Regions from separate parts of the Hordeum vulgare genome. Here region 2 is linked to region 1. The links are chromatin contacts, called in public Hi-C maps. All regions are on one chromosome and are shown on one strand. Each heading gives the region's core, a stretch centred on a gene start, on an enhancer-like site or on the middle of the called end of the contact. The rest is flanking DNA. Distances are from core to core; before and after follow the strand shown.

What was found. A called contact is a pair of places that touch in the nucleus more often than the background predicts.
Region 2: a contact with region 1 is called in a Hi-C map of leaf, with 2.9 times the contacts expected there. The contact joins the promoter of LOC123443148 here to the enhancer-like site in region 1. A contact is called at or near these places in 2 of 6 Hi-C or Micro-C datasets (leaf and seedling) and 1 of 1 datasets of contacts at active chromatin or transcription factors (embryo).

Annotation. Positions count from the first base shown.
Region 1 is chr3H:105,978,751-105,983,506 of MorexV3_pseudomolecules_assembly, forward strand. No RefSeq gene overlaps it. Among protein-coding and RNA genes, the nearest start is that of LOC123443146, 130 kb to the left of the region's middle. Within about 2 kb of position 3,006, at least 2 of the 3 cell types and tissues checked have open chromatin away from gene starts, as enhancers often do. A contact at or near this core is called in leaf, where this site is marked.
Region 2 is chr3H:106,439,693-106,444,438 of MorexV3_pseudomolecules_assembly, forward strand. LOC123443148 (transcription factor PCF5) reads left to right here and starts at 1,471. Exons shown (of 3, transcript XM_045119432.1): 1 at 1,471-1,765; 2 at 1,873-3,697; 3 at 3,823-4,246. The coding sequence starts at 2,237. The coding sequence ends at 3,604.

The DNA.
Region 1 (4,756 bases), core at 1,756-4,255:
AAGGGGAGCAGATACCGTAAGAAGTCTTACATGGTCTCTGCTTATGGAGAAAGGACTACATCGTCTTTCCAAGGCCACCGACTCCTCCTCTAAGTCCGCCGTGTCATCCAACTCCACCCCGCCAACCCGACACGGAGCATAGCGCTAGTCCGCCACCGCATCAGCCGACTCCATCCCACCCCAGCATGGAGCCCGACGCTAGTCCGCCACCACGTCAGCCGACTCCATCCCACCCTGGCACGGAGCCCAGCGTGAGTCCGCCACCGCGACAGCCGACTCCACCCCGCCAACCCACCACAGGGTGGCCATTTCATTTTCTGATGAAGAACCAAAGTCCAAAGCGGAATAAGCCATGGAAGAAACGCACCCCTCCTCCGCTGCCAAAGTTGGCTTACGAGAAGACCATGGAGGAAAGAGACGAGACAATGACTGCTGAGTTGCGGGCCCATTTAGCCAAGAGAAAGCCCCCGCCAAAGGAGATAATACCTCTGGAAACTGTCAACCGTGTTCTGGCCAATCTTGCGGACCCGCCGCCTTCGAAGAGAATGAAATGAGACTATGACTGCCATTTATCAAGTCACATAAAAAAGGGCAAACGAAGGGGCACTCCTTACTAAAAGAAGCAGGAAAACCATTCCCCAGCTAGGAGAACAGGCAGCGCAATCGATCCCGACGCTCAAGGTGGGTACCGATGAGTTCGTAATCGATCCCGATGTTGCTAAAGAGATGGCTAGAGAGGCCGGTGTCACTGTTGCACAACTCCTAGGCAACGAGAACATTCCCATGGTGGAAGGGGATAACCAACTAGTATGGACATTTCAACCAAAGAAACCTCTAGTCAGGCCTGAGCTTGTCAAGCAGCTATGAACGAAAATGTACACACTCCATAGCTGGTACGTGAAGGAAGCAGAACTCAGGGTACATGCCTCATGGTGAAAGTCAAGGCAGAGCATTTCTTCAATGAAAAAGATTTATGGATTGACAATCCAGAATTTTGGCAGTTATACAATCAAGACGCACTCGACAAATCTCTCGTCAGTGGCTATTGTGTGTAAGTAATTTCTTTGTCTAATTCAAGTCCCTAGCTCATCGGCTCGTTCATTTGCCTTTAATTATCCTCACTATATTCTTTTGTGTGTGGTGTTATGCAGAATGAAGATGTTTGAAATGAAAAAAGATGGGGGATATGATATTGGCTTCATTGACCCAAATACATTTATGAGAAGGCGGTAATAGAATTCCCAAAATATACACAGGAGAACTTGTCTGGTTTTTGGAGGTACTAAGTCACAATGCAAAAATATTATTTCCTTGCAACTTTAGGTGAGTGTTACTCTCTTGTAGTATAAATTCTATTTTGCATACCCGGTCGATGTTAAGTTTACGTATAGTGCTTGATGAGGTGCAATCATGCCCGCTTATACAACGCAGATTCCACTCGATCCTGCTAGTCATTACAGTTGACGAGGGAAATGTTCACGCACTGGACTCACTAAGAAAAGACGAGGACGAGTACATGTCCCTGAAGTTGATTCTCAACCAGTAATTTCAATCAATATCGCACTATGTCGGCCTCTTTAGTTCATTTCTTGATATCAATTAATCAATGACTACTTTTATTCTTTTTCTTTGTCGGACAGGGTTTGGAGCCTGTTCATCAAGAATGTTCGCGGTGAATGAAAACCAAAGCTGCGATGGACACCGTCCAGGGTAATTAAGTAGTACTAGCTACGTTCGCGCATCTCTTTAGTTCTAGTTTCAATACCATTATAATGTTTGATTATTATGTGACTGGATTCTATTCTCGTAAAGTATTGCATGCGGAAGGAACCGGGGAATAATCTATGTGCGTACTATGTTTGCGAGAACGTTCGCTTTATGACCGAACGGGTCAAAATCCAGGAAATCTTGAGGTGCGTAAAGAATATTCACAATTTTTATATCATGGTCTAATATATATATGCACATATAAAATATTCATATTGGTCTCCTTCTTTAAAAGATATCGGAGAAGCGGAAGGAACTCCTCCGAACGAAACGCATACGAGCACTTCAAAAGGAAATTTCAGGATTTTTGCTGGAGCAGGTCATAGATCCCAACGAAGAATATCACTTCACCAATTAATGCATGCATGTAATTGATCCACAAGTTGTAAGAGAAATTGTATATACCAAATATATATATATATATATATATATATATATATATATATATATATATGTGTGTGTGTGTATGTGTGTGTGTGTGTTATAATATGCATGCATGGTCATATGAGAAATTTTATGATATATGATTGGTCCTATGAGAAATCATATGATATATGCATAATGTGTACGGTATGTACTAGCGTAGGATATGTTCTAAATGAAAAAAAATTAAATGGAAAACAAAAAATGAAAAGCAAAAATAAACAATAAACCCAGAACCCCAAATCATCAAAGCTTGTAATCCGGGTAGGTGTTACCAACCGAGACTAAAGATTCCGGACACGCCACGCTTGGTGTCAGTCACGTGGAAGTGTATTAATCCCGGTCATGACAAACCGAGACTAAGCGGTCTTTAGCCCCAAGTTAATAGTTCCGGTTGCTGAACCCGAACTATCGACCCTTATCAACCGGAACTATAGAACCTTAACAACCGAAATTATAGGCCCGTTTTTTACTAGCGAAAACCAATATGAAGTGACCAAGTACTTTGTAAATGCATAAAATAACAGGACGCAAAGTTTCACATTTGTCAAAAGATAACACCCATGCTGTACAGCACTATGCACCATTCAAATAATCGACTTGCATGAGGAAAACTGGTTGCATGCGGTACACTGTGCCTTAAGTCACCAGTGCGAGTTACTGTTCTCTGTGGCAGCCAGTACGGCGCTACGCTATTGAAATCAATGATCATGGTCACAAATCATTGGTCGCCAGAGATGCCACCTCAAGCGCATCTCGATCGAACTTTTATTCCTTGACGTTCACACCGACCGGCCGCCGTGTAAAGCGACGTGTCAGTCGTAGAGGTTTCTGGCCGTTGAGACAATCGCGTTGAGACCGTGCCCATCAGTTGGTTGATCCAGCTACCCTTCCGGACGTTTCCGTCGTCACCACACGTCGACCGATCACCCGATCGGATATCTATTGTCACACTAATATTGCCAGATTCGCTATCTTGTTGTGCCCGCGCCTATCACTGGATAGAAGCAGAAATCAACCAATTAAAGAGTCAAAGACTACAGTTGCTGTCAGGTACCGTTGGGCCTGTCATCGACATGCATAGCATATAGAGGCGCGATTGCGCTTCAGTACCCAGGAGTCGGAGCCGGAGCCCATCTGCACATGCCCTAGCTGAGCAGCCACGCAAACAAATCCTGATGGCAATGCATTTTGTGCAATCACGCATGCAACAACTGAACAAAGCCTATGGAGTTGAGAGGCAAGTGCCGTGGTTCGTGACCAGCAGGTGCGGTCCGAATTATGTTGAAATATATCGTCCGCCTCTGTGAATCGGTTCGAACTTTTGAATGAAGCACAAATTCAATAGAGTGCATAAAAAGATGGCGTGCACAAGGGAGGGGGAAAGCGAACTACTCGTGCGCCGCATGTGTAGATCGTCACCCTACCTACGGCTAGATTGTCAGAGTGGCTAGCGGCTAGAAGAGATGGAGCCGCAGGAGGCACAGATCGTGACGTTCATCATCGATGCCGGCCGGGCCAGAGCGCCTGCCAACCGATGATCGCTGCACACACTAGCTAGCTACTAGCTGGCTGGCTACCTCCCGGCGTTACAGCGCAGTGGCAGTGCTAGCTGCGGCATGCAGGAAAGGCATTCTCAGCATGCTTGCAGAGCTATGCTGCAGCAACCCGCGCCTGGCTGGCCGGTCGAGGTGCATGCATATGCATGCGGCCCTAGCTTCACCGGTGACTCTGCTTGTCATCATTCCCTCACAGGCTACACACATAGCTACGCCTAGGGCCGGGTATGATGATCGTAAGTGATCATCCATCATGGGACATTTTTGTGTTTTGACCTTTAGGGCTAACTAATTTCGGAATTAACCTTGCATTCAAAAAAAAATTCGAATCTCGCTTTCATGACGCCAACATCTTTGACGTCTGGGCCATGGGCTTTGGCGTTAAGTGAAGTATCCCACGAGAGAGTGGATGGGACCAACCCTACTCACTCTTCTCAATCCAGCGCGAGCTTGCTCCTTTCATTCCGCTCTTCCCCTCTCTCCAACACCTCAAGCTCCCCTCCCCCCATCAAATCCTCCCCAAAAGATGCTTCCCTAGGTGGATCCTTCCATCACTTTGTTGCTTGTGATAATATTTCTTGAATCATCCAATTTTTTTTGGGTCAAATCTTGTTATTTTGCTAGATTTTTTACATCTTGAAGAAATCCTAGTTCATGCTTTTCCCCTAATTTTGGCGTGTGTGAGTATCTTCTTTATATTTGGTAATAGGGATGAGCTTGTTGTAGTAGAAATATTTGCTTCATGAGTAGAAAGTTTGTGGTTTAGGATGGTTAATTAGTGTTTAGGGTAAACATTAGTTAGTGTATCTTAATTAATGTCATTTTATGAACATCATTAACAATTTAGTGTTGATATGATTTGGGTATAATGTATTGTTTTTAGACAACCAACAATTGTCATTGATGAGTTTAATTCATTCAAGTTGTCTTTAGATGGGGAGACTTCTTAATGTTCATTATATGGACAAGGAGGCATTCTTGATTAACAATGCCGACGCAGATGAACA
Region 2 (4,746 bases), core at 221-2,720, 460 kb after region 1:
AATTCACTAGTGATGATGTGTGGATGTCGACTTCATATCACTTCATCATTAAGCCTAAAGGAGAGCTTTTTTGATTAGTTTAGTTATCATGGGGAGTTGGAGTGAAATGTATTACCAAATCCTAAGTTTGTGAACTACTATGTGAGGTGGTCGTTGGAACCTTGTAATGTTATGGTTAGATGTTATTTTAATTACTCTATTGTTTGTTCAAGTAAGGACATCACAATAATATATGTTTCACCACACAACAATTAACAAAGCAATGAATGTTAACTCAAGTGAACTAGATGAAAGCAACTTGGTGAAATCCCCGTGTGTGCTCGAGAGGGATTTGATCCCTACAGGTAATACAACTGGCATGTCCTTAGCATAATTAAGGATTGGGTCATTTTTATAAATATTGTACCTTTGTCACAAATTATGTACTTACAATTATTTGTGTGATCAAACAAATCATCAAACAATCTTTATACCTTTTTATTATGATTTTTTACAAGTTTCCACCAACCAATTCTATTTGCTTCTTGTTGGGTTCAACATTCTTATTTATATAAAAGAGGTACAATAATTTTTTAGATACTCCATACATCGGCTCTCTAAAAATGTTCATTTATTAGAGGGATGTTCCAAACATCGTACGTGTCTAAGAACGCCGAGACATGGTTAAGGACAATGTTCCCCCTCGATTTCATTCGTCGAAATGAGAGTCCTATTTACGCGAAAGGAGAGAAGAAACCGTTGAAACGCAATTTTGACAATCTTCAATACAGAAAACTTATTAAGGAACGGGGAGCCGGTGAATATGCTCTGGCATGAAACTAAACTAGGAATGACCGGATTTTTTCACATAACATGCCCAACAAGAGTGCCATTATTATTATATCTTCAAAATGAGAAAATGCCATTATTTTTGCTGGGAAAGGAGGGATCAAAATCTTGGTAACAACACTTTTAGCAAGGTGGGGCTAGAAACAAGACGAACCACCTATTTCTAGGAACAGAAGCATTTCAAAACAGCCGCAACACTCAATCGACACTTTAAAAAGGGCCAAATGCACAATCGTACAAGCGCATATATGCAGTTTCACAATTAGTATTTCGAATCGTTTATTCCGCCCTCGTTGGTTGGAGGAATTTTATAGCCAGCAGTTGTGGGCGTACAGCAATCACAGAAAGAGCAGGCTGTAAATTTTTCACCACATGAAGAGAACATATCATGTCTCTAACCATTTCCCGAAATTAGAAAAGCAACCGGCTACACAAGCAAATCCTGCACATCCAACTGGAGCAGCAGCCCCCAAATTGGCTTTCAATCACTCCTTGGGCTCCAGCAGCCCTCACTCGGCTCAGTTCGGATGTTCCCAGACCGCTGAGCAAGCTAGCAGGCAAGCAAGCAGTGTCTCTCCTCCCTACCAAAAAAAAAAAGCTCTCTCTTTTCTCCCCTGCGCCTACACGCATACGCACATTGACAGGGAGCGGCGGCTGCAGCAAGGAGGGAAACAGACCCTCTCTCCTCACTAAATCCCAAATCCTGCTCTTATCATCCTGTTTTCCTGCCTCCCTTCTGCCTCCTGCTCTCCAAAGCTCCCACACACACACACACACACACACACACAAGCCCAAGAGGAGAGAGAGTGAAAGAAGGCAGCAGCAGCAGCAAAAGCTTTTGCCTCCCTCCCCCCCGCCGCCGTCCCCCCTCCTAAAATGTGATGTCCAATCCATCAGATTGCTTCTAGTTCAGTCCCCCACTCCTCTCCTCCCCTGGGTCAGTCCCTTGCCCACCACTGTTCCCCCTCCCTCCGTCATGCACCCTCCGCGTTCCTCTTCTTGATTCTTTTTCTCATGGTTTTTTCTATTTCTTTTTCCTCCTAGTTATGGGATCCGGCGAGCTGGATGGACGCGCATTGGAGCAGCAGCAGCAGCAGTAGCGGAGGCGAAGCTCCAGCCGGGGGATCTGGATCCGAGGCACCACCACCGGGGTCCTCACGGAGGCGACGGCGCAGGAGGCGGCGGCGGCGGCGGCGGCGGCGGCGGCGGCGGGCAACAGGAGGCTGCGGATGAGGAGCAGCAGCAGCAGCAGCAGCAACAGCACCACCACTACCGGCTGCTGCAGCTGCACCAAGAAGTGCAGCAGGACCAAGAACCTCCGCCCGCCCCCGTCTTCCAGCTCTCGCACCTGCAGGCCGCGTCCGTGAGGCAGCCGGGCTCGTCCGCCGAGTATGCCCTTCTCGCGCCCATGGGCGACGCCGGCCAGTCCCACTCCCATCATCACCACGGGCTCCAGACGCAGCTCCTGTCTTTCGGAGGCGCCGGGAACCACCACCATCACATGCATCAGTTCACGGCGCAGGCGCAGCCGCCCCCGGCATCCCAGACGCGGGCGCGAGGAGGACGAGGCGGCGAGATGGTGCCGGCGACGCCCGCGCGGGTGAGGGGCGGCGGAGGCGGGGAGATCGTGGCAGTGCAGGGAGGGCACATTGTGCGCTCCACGGGGCGGAAAGACCGTCACAGCAAGGTCTGCACGGCGCGCGGGCCTCGCGACCGGCGCGTGCGGCTGTCGGCGCACACGGCCATCCAGTTCTACGACGTACAAGACCGGCTGGGCTACGACCGCCCCAGCAAGGCCGTCGATTGGCTCATCAAGAACGCCAAGGACGCCATCGACAACCTCGACACCCTTCCCGCTTGGCAGCCCACGGCAGTCGCCCCTGCCGCCAGCAATGCCGCCGCGCCGCCGTCCTCCTCAACCCAGCCTGACTCCGCCGACAACTCGGACGACCAGGCGCAGGCCATCACCATCGCGCACTCGTCGTTCGACTTCGCCGGGTCTGGTGGCGCTGGAGGAGCTACGGGCGGCATCAGCTTCCTCCCGCCGTCGCTCGACTCGGATTCCATCGCGGACACGATCAAGTCGTTCTTCCCCATGGGCGGGACCGCGGGCGGGGAGCCGTCGTCGTCCACTGTGGCTGCGCACTCGTCGGCCATGGGTTTTCAAGGCTACACCCCGGACCTCCTGTCGCGAACCGGCAGCCAGAGCCAGGAACTCCGGCTGTCGCTGCAGCCGTTACCAGACCCTATGTTTCATCACCACCACCAGCAGCAGGAGCAGCACCGGTCGGATGGCCACGACGGCAACGGCACCGCCCAGCAGGCACTATTCCCCGGTGCGACCAGTTACTCATTTGGCGGCGGCGGCGCCATGTGGGCCGAGCAGGCGCCGAGCCAGCGCATGATGCCGTGGAACGTGCCCGACCCAGGCGGCGGGAGCACCGGCGGCTACCTGTTCAACGTGTCGCAGCAGGCGGCGCATATGCAGGCGGCGCTGAGTGGCCAGAGCCAGTTCTTCTTCCAGAGGGGACCCCTTCAGTCCAGTAACCAGCCCTCCGACCGAGGATGGCCGGAGACCGTCGAAGCTGACGACAACAACCCGATGCAGCAGCAGCACCACCAAGGGGGCTTGAACCCTTCCGTGTCGGCCATCGGGTTCGGGCCCGGCGTCAGCTTCTCCGGGTTCCGCGTCCCCGCGAGGATGCAGGGCAACGAGGAGCACAGCGGCGGCAATGGCGACAAGCCGCCGTCCGTTTCCTCGGCTTCCCGCCACTGACAGCAGCAGCAGTGGACGACAGATGACTTCACCACCAACCTCCACAGCGTACCAGTAACGACATCCGCCATCAGCTCCTCCACTTGCATCACTGTGAGAATTCTCATGTCCTAACTGACTTGTACTGTTGTACCATAATTCTGCCTGTTCTCCATTACTGCATTGCCGTCGACCCTTCCTTGAAGGCGATTCCTGATTGGTTCTTCATCCTCTTGCAGGGTGCGAAAAGCTAATTCGATGCCGCTTCTTCACAGGAGCTGGCGATCGATTGCAACTAGGAGGAGCAAAATCAGGAACTGGTTCTACGTCTGGCTGGTTGGTTGGTTGGTTGGTTTTCCATCTCTTCTGCTGCGTGTGTCATTGGCTTTTGCTTCAAGATCACTCGGAGCTTCTTAGAATTAGGCTTGTGAGAAGTGCAGCGACATAGCTATCTGGTCAGCCAGCCAGCCTCTCTGTTGCGTTGCATTAGGTGTAGTTGATGTTGTAGTTTGCTGTAGGTCAAAGCTCGATTGCGTTCTTTCTTTCACTTGTTGCTGTATGCATGTTACTACTAGATGTTGTTGTCAAACTTATAAATGGGTGATGGATAGGGAGAGGAGTCTATCACTCCATCTTTCTTTATCTTTCCATCCTTTTTGGTCACAGCATCATCTTTCCATATTTCGTTCGCTCTTTCTTTCTTTGTTTATTGTCACTGCTATAAGCAGATGTTGATTGGCGCATGTCGTGGAGTATCTTCCTTTAACATCCTTTTTTAATTGATATTCGTATTATTATGCGATGCAACCAAATCCAGCCTTGTTATTTCTATCCGGTCTCTCCTCTTTTTAAAGACTTGTTTGGAGCTGGGGAAGCACTTGCTCAAAACAACCAAAAGTGATGGATTCAATGCAAACTTGAAAAATACAACCGCAAGCTCCCATGGCTGGCATGGCCTAGTGTTCTACAGTACATCCATTCTCTCCTAGCCTATCCATGTGATCTGTTGGGTCTCTTTCGTCCCTGCCGCTGCAGCACCAAGCCAGGGCAGGAGGAGGCAGCATGCATGGCAGCGGCGGCAGATGCAGCTTTCCTAGGCCTGTGTATCTACTCCTACATCGCTGTGCAAGACAAAGATTGTCACAAGGAAAAGGCTATGTGCG